4 separate regions of the Zea mays genome follow, and all the other regions are linked to region 1. A link is a contact called in public Hi-C data. All regions are on one chromosome and are shown on one strand. Each heading gives the region's core, a stretch centred on a gene start, on an enhancer-like site or on the middle of the called end of the contact. The rest is flanking DNA. Distances are from core to core; before and after follow the strand shown. Region 1 holds the start of LOC109943776 (ocs element-binding factor 1-like). Region 2 holds the start of LOC100283040. Region 3 holds the start of LOC103643760 (crooked neck-like protein 1). Region 4 has its middle 10 kb from the start of LOC109943777.

What was found. Hi-C and Micro-C count contacts between places; a contact is called where the count stands out from the background.
Region 2: a contact with region 1 is called in a Hi-C map of endosperm, with 2.1 times the contacts expected there. The contact joins the promoter of LOC100283040 here to the promoter of LOC109943776 in region 1.
Region 3: a contact with region 1 is called in a Hi-C map of tassel, with 2.1 times the contacts expected there. The contact joins the promoter of LOC103643760 here to the promoter of LOC109943776 in region 1. A contact is called at or near these places in 2 of 25 Hi-C or Micro-C datasets (ear and tassel).
Region 4: a Hi-C map of tassel shows a contact between it and region 1, with 2.5 times the contacts expected there. The contact joins the enhancer-like site here to the promoter of LOC109943776 in region 1. A contact is called at or near these places in 2 of 25 Hi-C or Micro-C datasets (ear and tassel).

Annotation. Positions count from the first base shown.
Region 1 is chr1:263,399,414-263,403,688 of Zm-B73-REFERENCE-NAM-5.0, forward strand. LOC109943776 (ocs element-binding factor 1-like) reads left to right here and starts at 2,351. Exons shown (of 1, transcript XM_020547271.3): 1 at 2,351-3,271. The coding sequence starts at 2,551. The coding sequence ends at 3,186.
Region 2 is chr1:263,180,663-263,184,937 of Zm-B73-REFERENCE-NAM-5.0, forward strand. LOC100283040 reads right to left here and starts at 2,309. Exons shown (of 1, transcript NM_001155942.2): 1 at 842-2,309. The coding sequence starts at 2,281. The coding sequence ends at 1,226.
Region 3 is chr1:263,226,904-263,231,178 of Zm-B73-REFERENCE-NAM-5.0, forward strand. It overlaps LOC103643760 (crooked neck-like protein 1), which reads right to left and starts at 2,448. Exons shown (of 4, transcript XM_008666928.3): 1 at 569-2,448. The coding sequence starts at 2,197.
Region 4 is chr1:263,540,461-263,544,735 of Zm-B73-REFERENCE-NAM-5.0, forward strand. No RefSeq gene overlaps it. Among protein-coding and RNA genes, the nearest start is that of LOC109943777, 10 kb to the right of the region's middle. Within about 2 kb of position 1,936, at least 17 of the 20 cell types and tissues checked have an H3K27ac peak or open chromatin away from gene starts, as enhancers often do. A contact at or near this core is called in ear and tassel, where this site is marked.

The DNA of each region.
Region 1 (4,275 bases), core at 1,101-3,600:
TCATTCCCTCAGTTTGTAATCTTTCTCGTTCTAGCTAAGAGATCCTTAGATATTTTGGGGGCACGACATCTAAGCCTACGTATTTTTTAAAGAAGTGTGGCTGTAGTCACACTTAGTCCTCACGACGTTTTATTTTGTGTCAAATATGATGTTATTGGTTTTTATTACTTCTTCTTCTCTCAACCTCTCTAGTCTGATTTTTTGAGTTGATCCCTGCCTTCAAGAGTTTGAGAGAGGTTTTAGAGATTTTCTCTAGATTAGAAATTAGTCATTGCAAACTTATTGTATGAGCTGATCCATTTTGTGGACAGGTTTATAACATATTTGATCATTTGACAAACTCCCAACAAAACCTCAAGTTAAGTTTGGGTTTTCTGACGTGCTATTAAAATTTAAATCCGTTTGAGTTTAAATTTTGTGGACACCTTAGAAATTTACTTGTAAAGACGTGTCCAAAATTTCAGCTCAATCAAAGTCCGTTTGGATCGATTTTGCATTTAAAACTGAATTTCGAGTTGCTGAAAACAATATTAGAAAGCGATACTATTTTGGTTGCTTCGGACTTTTTTATGTCTGTTTTACGATCCGTTTGTTTTATTGGTCTCGTGTGAATATTAGTAACATTTTCAAACATAAAATCACTGAATGGTTGATGTGTTTTTTTGGTTCGTTTCTATTAAAGTTAAGTGCTTAATTTTCATTTTTAAAAAACTGAAATTTATTGGTTCTCATTCACCTCCCCTCTGGTTGTCTATTCAAGCCTTCACAAAGCTTTGCCTTAGGAGGCTGAAGTGCATCCAGCGGCGTGACACGGACTGAAAACAAGGATCTAAAAAGATTCAATGACAAGGTATACCAAGTAGCAGCAATATGACGTAGTGTTAGACTCTTCTATCGTTTCGTCTTATTTGTTCCCTATGGTGTAGGTTTCCCACTCTTCATGTTTAGCTGTACATTGATAGAGTATATTTACATACCAATTGGTTGAGAGTAGTACCATATATATGCAGTGAGAAAACATGCAATCAAGGGAGGGCAAGAGCCTAGGTTTGACTTCATGAGGCTAGCTCCGCCACTGACTACCATGCATGGCATGCAATAGACGCTCTAGATCACTCTTCCTCCCCCACCCTCTCATACTGTCTCTTGGTATTTTTTATAACCATCCCAGTACATTTTATGTAGATTTTTAAGCTTTGGTTTTTATGCAGGGCCCAGTTTCTTGTATGAGATTCGTTTTCAGATCACACATGCATGAGATATTATCGAACCAGCAAAAGACCAGCATATTCAGCATGCGTAAACTATCATAATCATATCATTAGGATTGTCCTTCTCTCACCTCTAACCATATGCTATAGGACTGTTCACTAGAACGATCACATGCTGAACGAATCTGCTTTAGTCCTCAAGATAGCAAAGAACCGTGTGTTAGACTATATCGCCTCCTTCCTTCGTGGTTAAGTTTAAAATCCCTATTGTTTGGACCGTCTTCCATCGGAATCAACCACAGTACGTCCGGCACAAAAACGTCCCCCTCGCGGCCTCGCCGCAGCCTACCGCCCGCCGTATAAATCTCGGTAAAATATCTAGGCGCCGTATGTTAGGCGCCGTATGTAGTTGTGACGTAATGAATAATTGATAACGTTAAATTATGTTTGTTTTATTTCAAGTGTATCACACCAATAAATAATACCGACCTATTTAAATTTGTTACCAAGTATGAACCATTATCATTATCATTTATATTACATCTCACCATATTGTCTTTGTCATGTCATGGGCTTACGTTAATTAAATCCTTGAAATGTTTCGCTATATTTCTTTCATGCTCAAGAACCATAATATTTGTTACTCTTTTTAGTTAGATGGAACATAAATATAGAGACTTTTCAATAACTTGAAGTGTGTTCATGTAACGTGTACCTTACCACGCGCTACGTTTTTTGCTATATTGCTAGAACCAGGGCGACGCTATGTTGGTTTTATAGGGTGCAAATACAAACACCCCCCAACCATAAAATCATAATCTATAGATTTATTTAAAATTTCACTATATATACACTCCGTTTTGTATAGCTCATATATAGTTGCTTGCAACTTTAGGTATCTATTATTTTAACGAGACAATTTGTCCGTCGGTCTGTTCACCGAAGCCTCTCAAACTGCTGAGTCACAAAAGTGTGTGGATCGATGTATCTATAGCTACAACAAATAAGTGTGTCAGTGTGTGCATGTATTTATAGCTACCGCAAATTTGACGGAGGTACGTCTTACCGTATGGGTGCATGAATGTATATATGACATAGATGTGCAAATATTATGAATTGTACTGTTTTTTCCCCAAATTTTGCGTGGGTGCGGCTGTACCCACAACGTTGCATATAGTTCCGTCCAATTTCATTCATATGGGCTAGAGACTCTGGTATCTGGAAAACAAATCTTGCAAATCTACAAAAGGCACGCATTATCACTTAGCACTATACTGTATATGACTGCAACATGTAGAGTTGTAGACCCACACCACGAACGAAGAAACAAAGTACCAGGATGCCCTCTAAACCAGCTATAAATACCGCAGCCCTTCACTTGTTCCCTCCCTTTTCCCCGCCCTCTGATAAGCACATAATTACCATCATGTCCCTAATGGCCTTCTCAGCAGGTTACATGCCCTGCATCGACGACATCGACATGCAAGTCTTCTCGGCGACGGCAACACCGCCACCGCCGCCGCAGGTGGGGTTCGTATCCGACCCCACAGCCATCCCATTCCCAGCTCAACCTCCGGCGGCGACAGCCTCGCCCGAGGCCGAGGCCGACGCCGACGCGGGGGAGTCCGCCGACGAGCGGCGCCTCCGGCGGAGGATCTCGAACCGGGAGTCCGCGAGGCGGTCCCGCGCGCGGAAGCAGCGCCGCCTCGACGAACTCGGGGACGCCGCCGCGCTCCTGGAGCGCAGGAGGCGCGATCTGGCGGCCGGCGCGCAGGCCGCTCGCGGCCGCCTGGCCCTCGCCCTCCTCGCCAACGCCGGGCTGCGCGCCGAGGCCGCCGCGCTGTCCCGTCGGCTCGCGGCCGCCCTCCGCGCGCTCGACCTCGGTCGGCTGTACGCCGCGGCCGCTGCCGCTGCCGCCGGCAGCGTCGCCAGGCAGTTGGACATTGAGCAGACGATCGCCTCCTTGATCGCGTAGGAATTAATGCATTGGGCGTGCGGCGTGCACGATCGAGCTTGTTTGATCGGAGAACGGTGAACGCGAAATGTTGGTGGTCCTGAAATCACGTGTGTCTGTGTGTCTGTATATATATATATATATATATATATATATATATATATATATATATATATATATATATATATATATATATATATATATATATATATATATATATATATATATATATATATATATATATCATGGGTGAAAAGATTAATTAGTTCGCGACATGGTTTGGCAAATGATCGTCGACGATTATCAGTTTGGAGGGATGGTCAGCACTCAGCAGTCAGCACTGTTCGACGATCTGTCTACGTTCGATGCCCGTTGAACGGCTTAGGTCTGATGTGATGCCATGAATGTTGGTGGCATGGGGCCATAAATACATTCATGCGCACGCATATGCTCTGCCTATATGTCTGATTGTCTCCGTCTCGTTGTCTGGTGTGCTGATGAAATGGCAGACAGGCGGTGTCAAATGCTAACTTGTGCGTTAAAATAAAGCTCTGATGCTTTGGGTTGGGCGTGTAGCATCGTTTTCTTGCAAGATTAGCCGTTGATCGTGCGGGTGGACGGTCGCCGTCCGTCCCGTCACCACGTCGAAAGCGGGCGGGGCCGGCGTGCGTGCTTGCGAGCGAGTGCGATACGCCGTCGCCCTTCCGAACCGCTTCAGAGATTCGGTCTGGGTCGTGAGCCGTGAGGCGTGCGTCTCTCTCGCTTTCCGCAACACGGCCGCCACCATCCATTCATGTCATAGGGCCGACGAAATGGCGGGCTGACATGTGTGGCCCACGTACGAGTTTGGTAACTTGGCCCAATTGACAAGGCCTGGTTTGATATGGACTGGCCAAAGAAGGGTGACCATCAGCAACGATCGTCGCATGACTGGCCCGTTTGTTTCCCCCGCTTCTGCTTTCACGAGTCATCTTTCTACTCAAGTTGAAGAACGCTCTAACGAGGTACTAAAAACAATGCAACGAGTGAAAATGCATATAGCCTACGTATATATACACTACCGTATTTGGCTATTTGTCGAGTGTCATATTCTTTGCCGAGTGTTTTATT
Region 2 (4,275 bases), core at 1,059-3,558, 220 kb before region 1:
GTCGCTAGCTTACTTTTTAAACTAAAATTCAATAAATAAAAAAACTGAGTGAACAATAGAAGTTGGAAATCTTTTTTTTCTTTCTTGCCCCCCCCCCCCCCCCCCCCCCAAAAAAAAAGAGAGAGAGGCCGCCCGGAATTTTCTTTCGTTTGTTATATTGCTGATGATGCGGGGATCGGGGGACTTTTTCTATACGAGGAATCCGTTAAGGTCCTGTTCGATTTTTAGGGATTAGAGCCCCAGATTGATTTCTAGACGGATTACTTCTTTAATTTATATAGATTTTGATTAGCTAGAATAAATTCTGGTTTATTCTTGTACAACCGAACGAGCTCTAAAGCAGCTCAATGGTCTACAATGTATATACGGAATAACTGCTGGTAATAATAATGATTGTTTGGTTGGAGCAACGAGGTAGTTCATCATCTTTTTATTGTTTTACTTTCTTGTTTGGTTTGTATAATGAAATGAGTTGATACATCACCAACTCATTTTTTCATAATTAGTTAGTACTAATATAAGGAATGTGATTATTCTACCAAATTTGAGGAATTGGCCTATGTTACAACTTTTATTTTGGATGGATTGATTTTTCAAATCAAGCACCCTTAATGACAAACTGACAAGTAGGCAAAGTATGCTTCTGTTTTTTTTAAACGATGCTTCTGAATTTCTTATCGAAGGTAATAGAGCGAAACTGAAAACTCAAGAGCTTGTTTAGAACAGATGCACTACCGGATCTAAGATTCAATGGGAAAAAAAAAACTTTTTGGCTAATAGTCCCTTCTACCAATGAGGCAATGACTATGTTTTTTGTTTAGATCTAGTGGAGGACAATTTTGGTGCTAATAGTCTCTTCTATTCTTGACCATCTTTTTTCTTCGTACAATTTTCACCAAGTCCACTAATTTTGTGCTAGCGAAGCGCCACTTGAGAGCTTCACCTTGATTCTGACCTTAGATCCACCAATTTGTTATATCTAGATTTCTTGGAGCAATACCATTTGGCCAACTTTTGAGTAGTACTATTTTTTTTCTGAATCTAGAATTTGTGCAAGCGGTCTAAACTTTTCCGAGAAAGTTAGCAACAATATGTACAGTTCACATGAACACCCTGATGATCGATCTACCAATATCTAGCCTAGATCAACAAAACAACGAAGAGCACGTGCTTCTAAACCGAACAAAAAGTGAAACGAGCGGTCGATCGAACGCCGTCGTTGTGTTCACGAGGTCTCGATGCCGGCTGCCGGCCGGAGCAGGTCGTACTTGGCCCAGACGGCGTCGAGCGGGCACGGCCTTCCGGCGTCGAGGCGGTCCCAGGGCTTCCCCTTGCCGCTCCAGTGCAGCAGGCTGACGGCGCCGGCGTGCAGGCCGCGGCAGAGGCCGCGGTAGTTGTCCCCGCCGAGGCCGTGCTGGTTCCATCTGTGGTCCACGGACGCGATCCTGCCGGCGAAGACGAGCAGGAAGGGCGGCAGCGAGCCCAGCTCGTAGATGCGCACCCGCTTCTGCAGCTCCATCCACTCCTCGATCTGCGCCGTGTATCCCGCGCGGCGCCAGCGCGCGAGGTCGAGCACCATGACGCCCGTGTTGAAGTAGCAGGCGCGGCGGCCGGCGAAGGCGGAGGAGAGCGCGGGGGACGCCCAGAAGCCCGGCGTGAAGTAGGCGGTGAAGTTGGCGCCGCAGTACTGGGGCGCCGCCACGGCCGTGCCCTCCCCCGGGAGCGGGGTGGCGGCGAGGGCGGCGATGTCGTCGGTGAGCACGACGTCGGAGTCGAGGTACACGACGCGGCGCACGCAGGCGGGCAGCGTGGACGCGAGGTAGGAGCGCGCGTAGTTGAGCGGGCGGTCCAGCGCGCCCCGGATGGAGGTGGAGATGAGCCCCGCCACGCGGGCCTCGTCGGCGAACGGGTACACCCGGAACGCCAGCGACGGGAACGACGCGCGCACCGTGGCCCTGAGCGCCTCCGCCGTCGCACTGGACCCGGAGGAGGCGGAGGCGATGAAGTGGAAGTGGATGGACTCCGGGCACGACGCGTGGCGCAGCACGGAGAGCACGGCCGCCATGGTGCCGCGCAGGTACGACGCGTCCAGCGTCATGGCGACGTGCACCGCCGCGTGCGGCGAGCACGCCGCGTCCGCGTCCGACGGCTGCAGCAGCGGCGGGCACTGCGCCGCCGCCGAGTTGGTGAAGTGCGGCGCCTCGCGGTACCGCGGCACGGCCGCCGCGGCGCCGGCGGCGCAGAGGAGCAGTAGGGCCAGAGCCAGAGGAGAGCGCGTCATCTTGGTTGTTCGCGTGGTTGGATTGGATGGAGAGCGCGTGTACCGTGTCTGTTATATATACGGGTGGAGTGATAGACTGAGAAGCCAGAACGCGTTCGGTGTCAAAGGTGGGTCAGAGGCGAGGCTTGCGGGGCTACGGCTGACTGAGCAAAGCGTGTGTTGGGAGCTCATCTGAACGCGTCAAACAGAACAGCAAAAGTGACCGAAGTGAGTTAAAATATCCGTGTAATCTTTCCAAAGTTCACAGCTACGTACTACTTTGTGACGGCGAGAGGTTTAGGCGACCTGTAAAATCCCATGCCACCGCGTGAAAGTAATCGACGATGGTGCGTTGGCAAAATTCACTCCATATATGTGGACGGATACGGGAGGGATTTGAAAGAACTACCGCTGCGTTCTTTTTTGGTGATTTAGTGCTGCATTGGCTATCGAAATCATCTTAAAGCAAAAGCTCAAAACAGATTGGGATTAACATAGTCAGTGGAGGGTCCATGATGTGTATGCGTCCATTAAAATTCGTGTGGCCCCTCGTCTTGTGACCACAGTGCACCACGACCCTCATTTTTATTTTTATTTTGAGCTGCTGTTGCTGCTAGTACTAGTACTAGTTTTAGCCTGTGGTGGTGTCCCCTGAGCTGCCAGTGTCTTAACCCGACTACTACTAGGTTCGTGATCGGAGTATTTTGAATAAATACGCCGCCGCCGGCCACCGCCCGATTTTCGGAAGCACAATGACGGCATGCATGTGACGCCCACTTGGCTGAAATTGCTCGCAGGATTTTATTCCGCCGTCTACAACTACAAGCTCTCTAACTCTGTCACCGTGTAGAGCAGGATTTTTTAAAAAACAAATAGTTGTCGGTGAGCGAGATTGCGAGAACGCAAGATGACTAGTAGTATTCTGCTGATTGATGATTCGTGTCGGGGTCCCACTGGACTTGTGGGCCCTCTGGAGGACGTGACGCGTGGCAGCATGTCGCCAGATGGGGCCCAGGCCAGCTCCACCGGCAGCTGCCTCGATGTCGGTGCTCCGCGCACGCCTGAGATGCGATCGCGAGCGTGGAGCACCGGGCACAGGCTGTACACTACTAGTACTACTGACTTTGCACTCTGTACTGCGCGCGCGCGGCAAGCAATGCCGCAGCATCTTCTGCGTGCGAGGGAGGGGAGGGAGAGACTGGAACTGGATCCGCGAGACTTTTTTTTGAGCTCCTCGCACGAGACGAATCGAGTGCCAGTGGTGCGGCGATCTCAAAATCAGCCTCGGATCGGGCGGGGCTCGCCGGCCGCTCGCGGCATTTCCGATGTGTGCTTTGAGCCACCTCTGAAATTTTGCGCCGAGAATCAGGCCCCAAGAGTCGGCGCGCACACTGGCTCTTCCTTTTGTGACCTGTTTCCAGCGATCTTAATAAAAAAATTTTCTTCTTGAAAAAGAGAACCTTATTTTTGCTCCGAATTATTCATGTTTATTTATATAGGTTCTAAAGTCTGTCTCAATGCTATAAATTACAGTTAGTTTTTATATTATTTAATCTCTGTAGTAGAAATTATATTCTCAATAGATAGTTCTATAAATGATCGATCGTTTGTTCAGTTACATGTCTTTCCTTCCGTTTTTTTAAGCTCCCCTAACCTGCGAAGCTGACCCTCCCATAGTGGTTCTTGTGTGCAACAATTGGGATAGAATCACCCAAAGGGAGTAAAAGCCTCTCGCCAATGTTCGTCTCATATAGTGCAGTGTCCCTAAGCAAAACAGTGATGTACAGGCACAATGCTGCAGACGCTGAGACAGCACACGAGTGTACAGTCCGTACTACATGTGAACCTAGAGAAGCATGCAGCATGCGGCAGGCCAGCACGCATCAACAGCTGAAAACCATCCAGATCTCAAGGAAACGATACCTAGGAGTACGAAAAATAGGACGGAGAGCATATTCACACACGTACTGCACCAGACTACAGGTCAATGTACCTCTCTGCTGCACCAAGTGTCC
Region 3 (4,275 bases), core at 1,198-3,697, 170 kb before region 1:
CTTTTCATGTCTGAACAATACATTGTCAGATTCAATGCTTTCATGCTCAATTAGAATACTACCGATACCAAGAGATGAGTTAAATTTAGGCTACAAGTCAGAAACAATACTGGGCAACAATCAAACAGCCCAATAACATTTGTGACTATCCACCAGACCACCTCCATGGAAAGGGATAGAGAGAAAATACAGGACACTAACAAATACAAGCACATAATAAAGAAATGTTTCTGCAGGTCTGAATGGTTCCACGAACTTTCAGCAGAGATAGAATAGGTAACATTGCAAACAAATTAGCGAATAAGAGATCTGTACAGCAACTTATTCTTATCTGAAAGATGGTGCGCCCCTTAAAGACACCTAAAAGAGCAATGGATTGCTCACTAAAAATGAGCTCTGGTGATTTTAGTAACTATGGCAATGTAATAGCTATTTAAAACATCATTTATAACACTAGATCAGTTGGTTTAGCAATAATAATAAAATAAATGCGTCTACAATACATCACTACCATATAATTAATGTGCATAATCCAAGAATGCAACCGCAACTCTGCAAGAGAGCATACCTTCCACAGAACCTCTGGTGTATCAAGGGCTGGTTGTGCAATAGCAAGTTCATATATTGATCGAGCACGATCAGTCTCACTAAGGTTCTTCTCCAATTCGGCATACTTCCTCCAGGCATAACAGTTTGCTGGGGACCATTCAATATATTTCTCATAAAGAGTCCTACAACGGTCAAAGTTGCCCAGATAAAGCTCAATTTCAATATATTTCTTGAATATCTTGCCCTTTGGGGCCATTCCAATTGCATTTCCAAGAATTTGTCTTGCAGCCTTTAGATTTCTCTGCCGTATCTCAAACTGGGCCGCCATGAGCCACATCTTTGCAAACGTGAATTTCTTGTGAGGAATCAACCTCAGGCATTCCTTGTAAACCTCTCTTGTCCGTTCTCTGTCTTGTGCGTCTAGCTCCTCATAGAGTGCATAGTTAATCCAGAGGTATATGTACCTCTGCCAGTATCGCTTCTCCTCTGCAGGGGGCACGTTGGCAATGGCCCTCTCGTACACCTCCCTGATCCTGTCCTTATTCCCAACACTCTCCTCCAGCCTGATATAATCAAACCATGAGTCGTAGTTTAGTGGATTCTTCCTAACCTCATCCTCGTACTGAAATCTCCTCTTGCCCACAATGGCATCTTCTATTCCCTCACGGTCACCAAACTGTTTCTCAAATGCAAGAAACTTCCTATACAGTTCCTCAGCACGACCCTTGGGCACCCTGTCTAGAGCATACTTGTATATTGCACGTGCTCGCTCGACCTCGCGGCACCTCTCCTCAAACTCTGCAAATGCCACAAATAACACTTCAGCATCCTCATCATCAGCAAGCAGGTCTGCTGCACGCTCATACACCCGCCGTGCCCGCTCGACCTCGCCGAGCTTCATCTCAAACTTAGCATAGCGGATGAAGGTATCTGGCCTTGGGTGCTCAGCTACAAACCGCTCATAGATAGCCCTGGCACGCTCGACCTCCCCGTACCGCAGCTCAAACTTGATGTAAGAATTCCAGCCGGCTGTGTCGGGTCGCCAAGACATCCAGCGCTCGAACACCTGGCGCGCATTGGCAACTGCACCAAGCAGCTCCTCCATGTGGATGTACTTGTACCAGAGCTGATCCACCCGGGGGAGGAGCGACACCGCGCGGTCCCAGACATTCCGGGCATGGTTGACAAACCGGTTCCGCATCTCGAATTCAGCATATTTGAGCCAGAGCGTGTGGTCGCGGTGGGCGACGTCGAGCGCGCGCTCGTAGACGGAGCGCGCGCGCGCGAAGTCTCGCTGCTGCTCCTCCCACCGCGCGTACTTGACCCATGCCGAGACGCTCCAGCGCACGCGGCGGATGACGTCCTCGAACTCCTTCCGCTTACGGAGGCGGTAATCGGAGAGCTCGTGGGGGTCTGTGATCTTCTGTTTGGGCGGGCGGATCTCAGGCTCCTGCCTCTCCCTGGCCTCCCGGAGGATCTGCTCGGCCGTAATCTGGATCGGCGCGGGGGTCTTGTTCTTGACCCGCGTTGCGCGGGGTAGCTTGACCTCGGTATCGCGCTTGGTGAGGAAGCCGAGGCTGGGGTCGGAGGCGGACGGCGCCTTCGCGGGATCCCCGCCGCCGGCGCCGCCCCGTGTAGTGAGCGCCATGACGTATTAGGGTTTGGGGTGGAGCCGGGGAAAGTAACGGGATAGGGGATTGGGAAGGGAGGGAGAACACGGTGCTGCACAATCTGCTGAGACAGTTGAAGGAGGGAGGCGGTTACAAACTTAACGGGTTTAGAGTTTAGACACAAAAAACCAAAAAAAAAATTATGAGAGAGATAAGTAAATCCTACATTAGCAGCGAAGAGCTAACTATTAGAGCAAGTATAATAACGGACTATAAAAAGCTAAATGTTGAGTTAGAAGGGAGAAAAGGAGAAGCGGTTTGTTAACTTATAGCCGATTAAAACACGAGAACCCAAATGAGAGAGATAAGTGGGTCAAACATCAATAACGAATAGCTAACTATTATATGAGTGACCTAAGAGATTGGTTGCAACAACACTTGTAGCGCAACCGGCTATATTATTAGCCTTGCTCTTATACAGATAAGATTGAAAGGGAAATGACCTTAAAATCATCTCTTATATTTTGGTGCTTGATGACCTTCACAACCATTCAGACTAACTAGTTTGCATCGTATCTGATTCACGGGTTCATAAGTGTCGGGGACCATAATTAGGGGTACCCTCAAGGCTCCTAATTCTCAGCTGGTAACCCCCATCAGCATAAAGCTGCAAAGGCCTGATGGGTGCGATTAAGTCAGGGATCGGTCCATACGAGGGACCCGATCACGCCTCGTCCGAGCCTAGCCTCGGACAAGGGCAGCCGACCCCGGAGGATCTCCGTCTCGCCCGAGGCCCCCCTCCAACGGCGAATGTGTTCCCGGCTCGCCCGAGGCCCTGTCTTCGCTAAGAAGCAACTCTGACCAAATCGCCACACCGACCGACCAAGTCGCAGGAGCATTTAATGCAAAGGTGGCCTGACACCTTTATCCTGACGCGCGCCCCCCAGAGCCGAAGTGACCGCCGTCACTTCGCCGCTCCACTGACCAGCCTGACAGAAAGACAGCGCCGCCTGCGCCGCTCCGACTGCGGTGCCACTCGACAGAGTGAGGCTGACAGGCAGCCCGGCCCGGTCGAAGGCACCATAGGAAGCTCCGCTTCGCCCGACCTAGGGCTCGGACTCGGGCTAAGTCCCGGAAGACGGCGAACTCCGCCCGACCCAGGGCTCGGACTCGGGCTAAGTCCCGGAAGACGACGATCTCCGCCTCGCCCGACCTAGGGCTCGGACTTGGGCTCAGCCCCAGAAGACGACGAACTCCGCTTCGCCCGACCCCAGGGCTCGGACTCCGCCCCGGCATCAGCCGGCGACCTCCGCCTCGCCCGACCCGGGGGCTCGGACTCAACCTCGGCCACGAAAGACAGACTCGACCTCGGCTTCGGAGGAGCTTCCACGTCGCCCAACCTAGGGCGCAGACCAGCCACGTCAACAGGAGGCACCGTCATCACCCTACCCCGAGCTGACTCGGGCCACGGGGAATAAGACCGGCGTCCCATCTGGCTCGCTCCGCCAGATAGGCGATGATGGCGCCCTGCATACTCTGTGACGACGGCGACTCTCAGCCCCCTTACGGAAGCAAGAGGACGTCAGCAAGGACTCAACAGCTCCGACAGCTGTCCCTCCGCCAGGCTCCATCGCTCCTCCGACGGCCACGACATCACACCAGCTGGGTGCCAAGATCTCTCCGGCTGCCACAACGGCATGTACTTAGGGCGCTGGCTCTCCCTTGCTAGACACGTAGCACTCTGCTACACCCCCCATTGTACACCTGGATCCTCTCCTTACGCCTATAAAAGGAAGGACCAGGGCCCTCTTAGAGAAGGTTGGCCGCGTGGGGACGAGGACGAGGTACGCGCTCGCTTGAGGCCGCTCGCTCCCTCTCCCGCGTGGACGCTTGTAACCCCCTACTGCAAGCGCACCCGACCTGGGCGCGGGACGAACACGAAGGCCGCGGGATTCCCACCTCTCTCACGCCGGTCTCCGGCCGCCTCGCTTTCCCCCCTTCGCGCTCGGCCTCGCGCTCGACCCATCTGGGCTGGGGCACGCGGCGACATTCACTCGTCGGCTCAGGGACCCCCCGGTCTCGGAACGCCGACAGTTGGCGCGCCAGGTAGGGGCCT
Region 4 (4,275 bases), core at 686-3,185, 140 kb after region 1:
TAAGGGTGTCAGGCCACCTTTGCATTAAATGCTCCTGCGATTTGGTCGGTCGGTACGGCGATTTGGTCAGGGTTGCTTCTTAGCGAAGGCAGGGCCTCGGGCAAGCCGGAAATACGTTTGCCGTCGGAGGGGAGGCCTCGGGCGAGACGGAAATCCTCCGGGGTCGGCTGCCCTTGTCCGAGGCTAGGCTCGGGCGAAGCGTGATCGAGTCGCTCGAACGGACTGATCCCTGACTTAATCGCACCCATCAGGCCTTAGCAGCTTTATGCTGATGGGGGTTACCAGCTGAGAATTAGGAGCCTTGAGGGTACCCCTAATTATGGTCCCCGACAATATAAAACAGCAGGTATGAACATATATAATTTGCAGAATGTAAAACAGTAAGGAGATGAATTAATTATACCCTCCCATGCGCTCCGATGATCTAGATCCTTGTCCAACTTCACTTGTCATGTCGTACTAGATGAAGATGCCAAGAACCTGCGATGAAGACAACGACGAACGTTGGGCAGTCGCGTAGACGCTCCCCAAAAACCTAATTGTCGATCCCCCGAGCAGGGTCTCAAACGGCAAGGGCTCCGGAGGCACCTGCCCTCTCGCCTCTCTGTGCGCGCAGAGCTACGAGATGGAAACACCCTCACTTGCGGCTCGACTTTGTGACTCTGAAATGGTTATGTTCGTGTGTACCGAGTGACAGGGGTGCTCCTCTATTTAAAGTCTCGCCGAGTCACGTCAAGAGTCGGTCAGCTAAAGGAGAAGAGTCTCGCCGAGTCACGTCATGAGTCGGCCAACTGAAGAAGAAGAGTCTCGCCGAGTCACGCCATGAGTTGGCTCGCCGACGCATGCGGCAGACGAAGAGACGGGTAACTGAAAGGTTAACCCGGAGTGAAAACTCACGCGGTTAATGAGTGCTAAAAATTAACACAACCACACCACGCCCGCTCGCCTCGCCTCGCCACGCGCGCGCGTGTGACACACCCTTGTCCATTTCTTGACTTCTCAAGTTATGTAGAATAAATCCCACCATATAAGTCAAGCCAAAAGACCCTTGGACTTACAATGTGATACTATTGGTATTCTCCACCATTACACACCATAGAGTTTATTTAATAAATAAAGATCCAACACTTGCTGTGTCCATATACGGGCTTCGCAGCTAGTAGAATATACGGCGCACATTTCGTGCCATGTACTGTATTGCTTTGCTCCTGCAGTCCTGCTAACGCTTGCCTTGGTCAGTTGGTCCGTCGTCGTGTGCACTGCAGATCGATGAAACTGTTGGCCAGCGCTGCATAGTAGAGGCGCCTGCACACTTCCAAGTGGACAACAGTGACAAGTCTCTCCCTAGTCGCCGCACAGGCACAGCGATAGAGCTAGCGTTACGGGCCGGTCGCACGGGCAGAATCACAGGTGGTGAGGTGGGTGATCGCAGGCGCGGGACTGTGCGTTTCGCAAACGGTGATGCACTACATTACTACGTGGTGCGCGCGCCCTGGCCATTCGTGTCCGCGGCTGCGTTGCGAGTATACTCTACTGATTGACTGGGTCGCCAGCACTGTAGGTTCAGGAGCTGGCTAGCTAGCTAGGCAAGGCACGACGAACAGTCTGTTGATGGAATTGCTTAGATGCAGATCAACCAACCTGCTGCACCGAGCGTCCGCGTGCTTTCTGTCCAATCCAATCCAAACTGAGCGTGCGTATACTCTTAAACAGTCTGTTGCTTGCGTTGCGTGACAGATCACCACCACAGGCGACGCGCCGCCGGAGGAACCAGACCAGGCCTTCTTCCTTCCACTAGCTCCCCTGAAGCCGCAGCCGGCAGTTTGTCGCTGCAGCAAGTGCAAGCCGCACCCAGTCGCTCCAGCGTGCAGCCAGAGGCAGAGGCAGCCTCGGATGCCCCTTCCGCAACCTCTCCTGGCGTACGTCCTGTTCCGGCCGGCCGGCCAGGCGTACGTCCCCACGCCATCTACGGCATGCACGTGCAGTGCAGACAACGGGGCACGGGATGAGTGACAAGGCCGCAACGAGTGCCGCGCTGCAGAAACAAACAAGACGACCCCGGGCCGGCAGCTTTTCCGCGGCCCACGGCGTACGACCGGCGCGGCCTGCAGCTGCACGCACGTCCAGAAGAGAGATGTAGGTGATCTGTCCGAATGAAAGAAACAATATTTTTATTTGGCGATAATTCGATCTATGTATAAGTGTTTTTATCTCTATAAATTAGAGGCTGTGCGACTGTGCCTTCGTCATCGTCATCGAAAACGCTCTCTCTGCATCAGGCATCAGCTGCAGCTGCCGAGAGACGTACGGCAGTCCGGCTGTCCTAAAACGATTCAGTTTTTTCGAGTATTCAACTATTTTTACTTTTAATAGAACATATACAAGAAAATATTTATATTTAATGTATATGATTACTACTGCTAGATGAATATTAAATTTACTTTTATAATAAATTTACTTAAATATATAAATATCAATTGTTGGATTAATGTGGGCTTGGCCCAAATTAATATTCAATAATAGTCAATGCTAATGGCCCACTTTAATGCTATGGTGTACTAATTATTTAGTACCATATTGGAAGCTCAAAGGACAAATCAATCAACTTAAATAGGTGGACCATTGGTGCATCTATTGAGAAGTTGAGAAAAAGATGAAGGACTGCCACACGCGCGCGCGCCGCCGCCGCCGCCGGCCGGGCCGTGGCTCGTGGTAGATCAGACCTTGGTCCGAATATTCCTTTCAAACGGTTGCGCATTTGCAAACAACACATTCCCGTCCCATCTTCTGCGAGCACAGAGAGAGTGGGAGAGCAGGCCTGGGGAGCGTCTTCGCGACTGCTCGCGTGATCTGTTTGTCCAGTTCGTCGCCTTCCCGAGTTGACGCGTCTCGTGTGAATGGAGCCACTGATGCCTTGAGCATCGGTCCCTCCGCTGGGTACACTCTGTTCTTCGTATTTGTGCATGTTTCATTGCTGTTTACTGCTTATGCGAGTAGTTATACACACATGCACATACATGTCATCACATATATCGCACTGTTTTTCTGGATTAAATTAAAATTAAAAATGCCTAACTTTCTAACAATCCAAAAATCTGATATTAGGCATTTTTCTGTTAGTGGTTTTGCTGCTGCGTTAAAACCAAGTGAACCTTTTGATGGGACGTTTTACAAGAGATGGCGTAGTAAGATGATACTGTGGTTGACCGCAATGAACTGCTATCACGCCGCACAGGGGAAACCCGAACAGTTCACTCCTGAAGAGGAGAGAATGTTCGACGTTGCCGATAACCTGTTTCGAGGCGCCGTGATTGGCGCTCTTGCCAACAAGTATGTTGATTCTTATCTAACGTGCACATCTGCAAAAGAGTTATGGGATGCATTAGATGAGAAGTTTGGTGTTTCTGATGCTGGTAGCGAGCTGTACATCATGGAGCAGCTATTTGACTATAAGATGGTGGAAAACCGTCCTGTAGTTGAACAGGCTCATGAAATACAGGCACTGGCTAAAGAACTCGAACAATTCCCATGTGTCTTGCCTGACAAGTTCGTGGCCGGCGGTATTATCGCTAAACTGCCACCTTCTTGGACGGACTTTGCTACCACTCTAAAACATAAGAGACAAGAGTTTAGCGTGGCTGAGCTTATTGGTTCTCTTGATGTTGAGGAGAGGGCGAGAGCAAAAGACACTCGTGGAAAAGGAGTTGAGACTTCTAGTGCCGATATGGTACAAAAGAAGAACTCCAATGCATCACATAATAATAAAAAGAAGAACAAGCAACAGAATGCCACGAAGCCCAAGCAGGCAGCCTCGTTCAAAAAGAAGAACAAAGGAGCTGGTTGCTTTGTTTGCGGGAGTACTGATCATTGGGCAAGCGCTTGTCCAGACCGCAAATTTAAGCAAGAGAAAAAACCAGCTCAAGAGAAGAAAACAGTAAACATGGTTGTTAGCGAGACTGCAGAAGGAACATCGGGGTATGGTAATCTTTTACCTACTGTTCTTTCAGTGTGTCAATCCCCTGAGTGGTGGGCTGATACCGGTGCTAATATTCATGTGTGTGCTGATATTTCTTTATTTTCTTCTTATCAGTGCAAAGGGACTGGAGCCTTGCTGATGGGGAACGGATCACATGCGCGTGTTCTTGGTGTTGGTACAGTCATTCTGAAGTTTACTTCGGGAAAGACGGTGCTATTGAAGAACGTGCAGCATGTCCCCTCCATCAAAAAGAATCTAGTTAGTGGCTCTCAATTGTGTCGAGATGGCTACAAAATTGT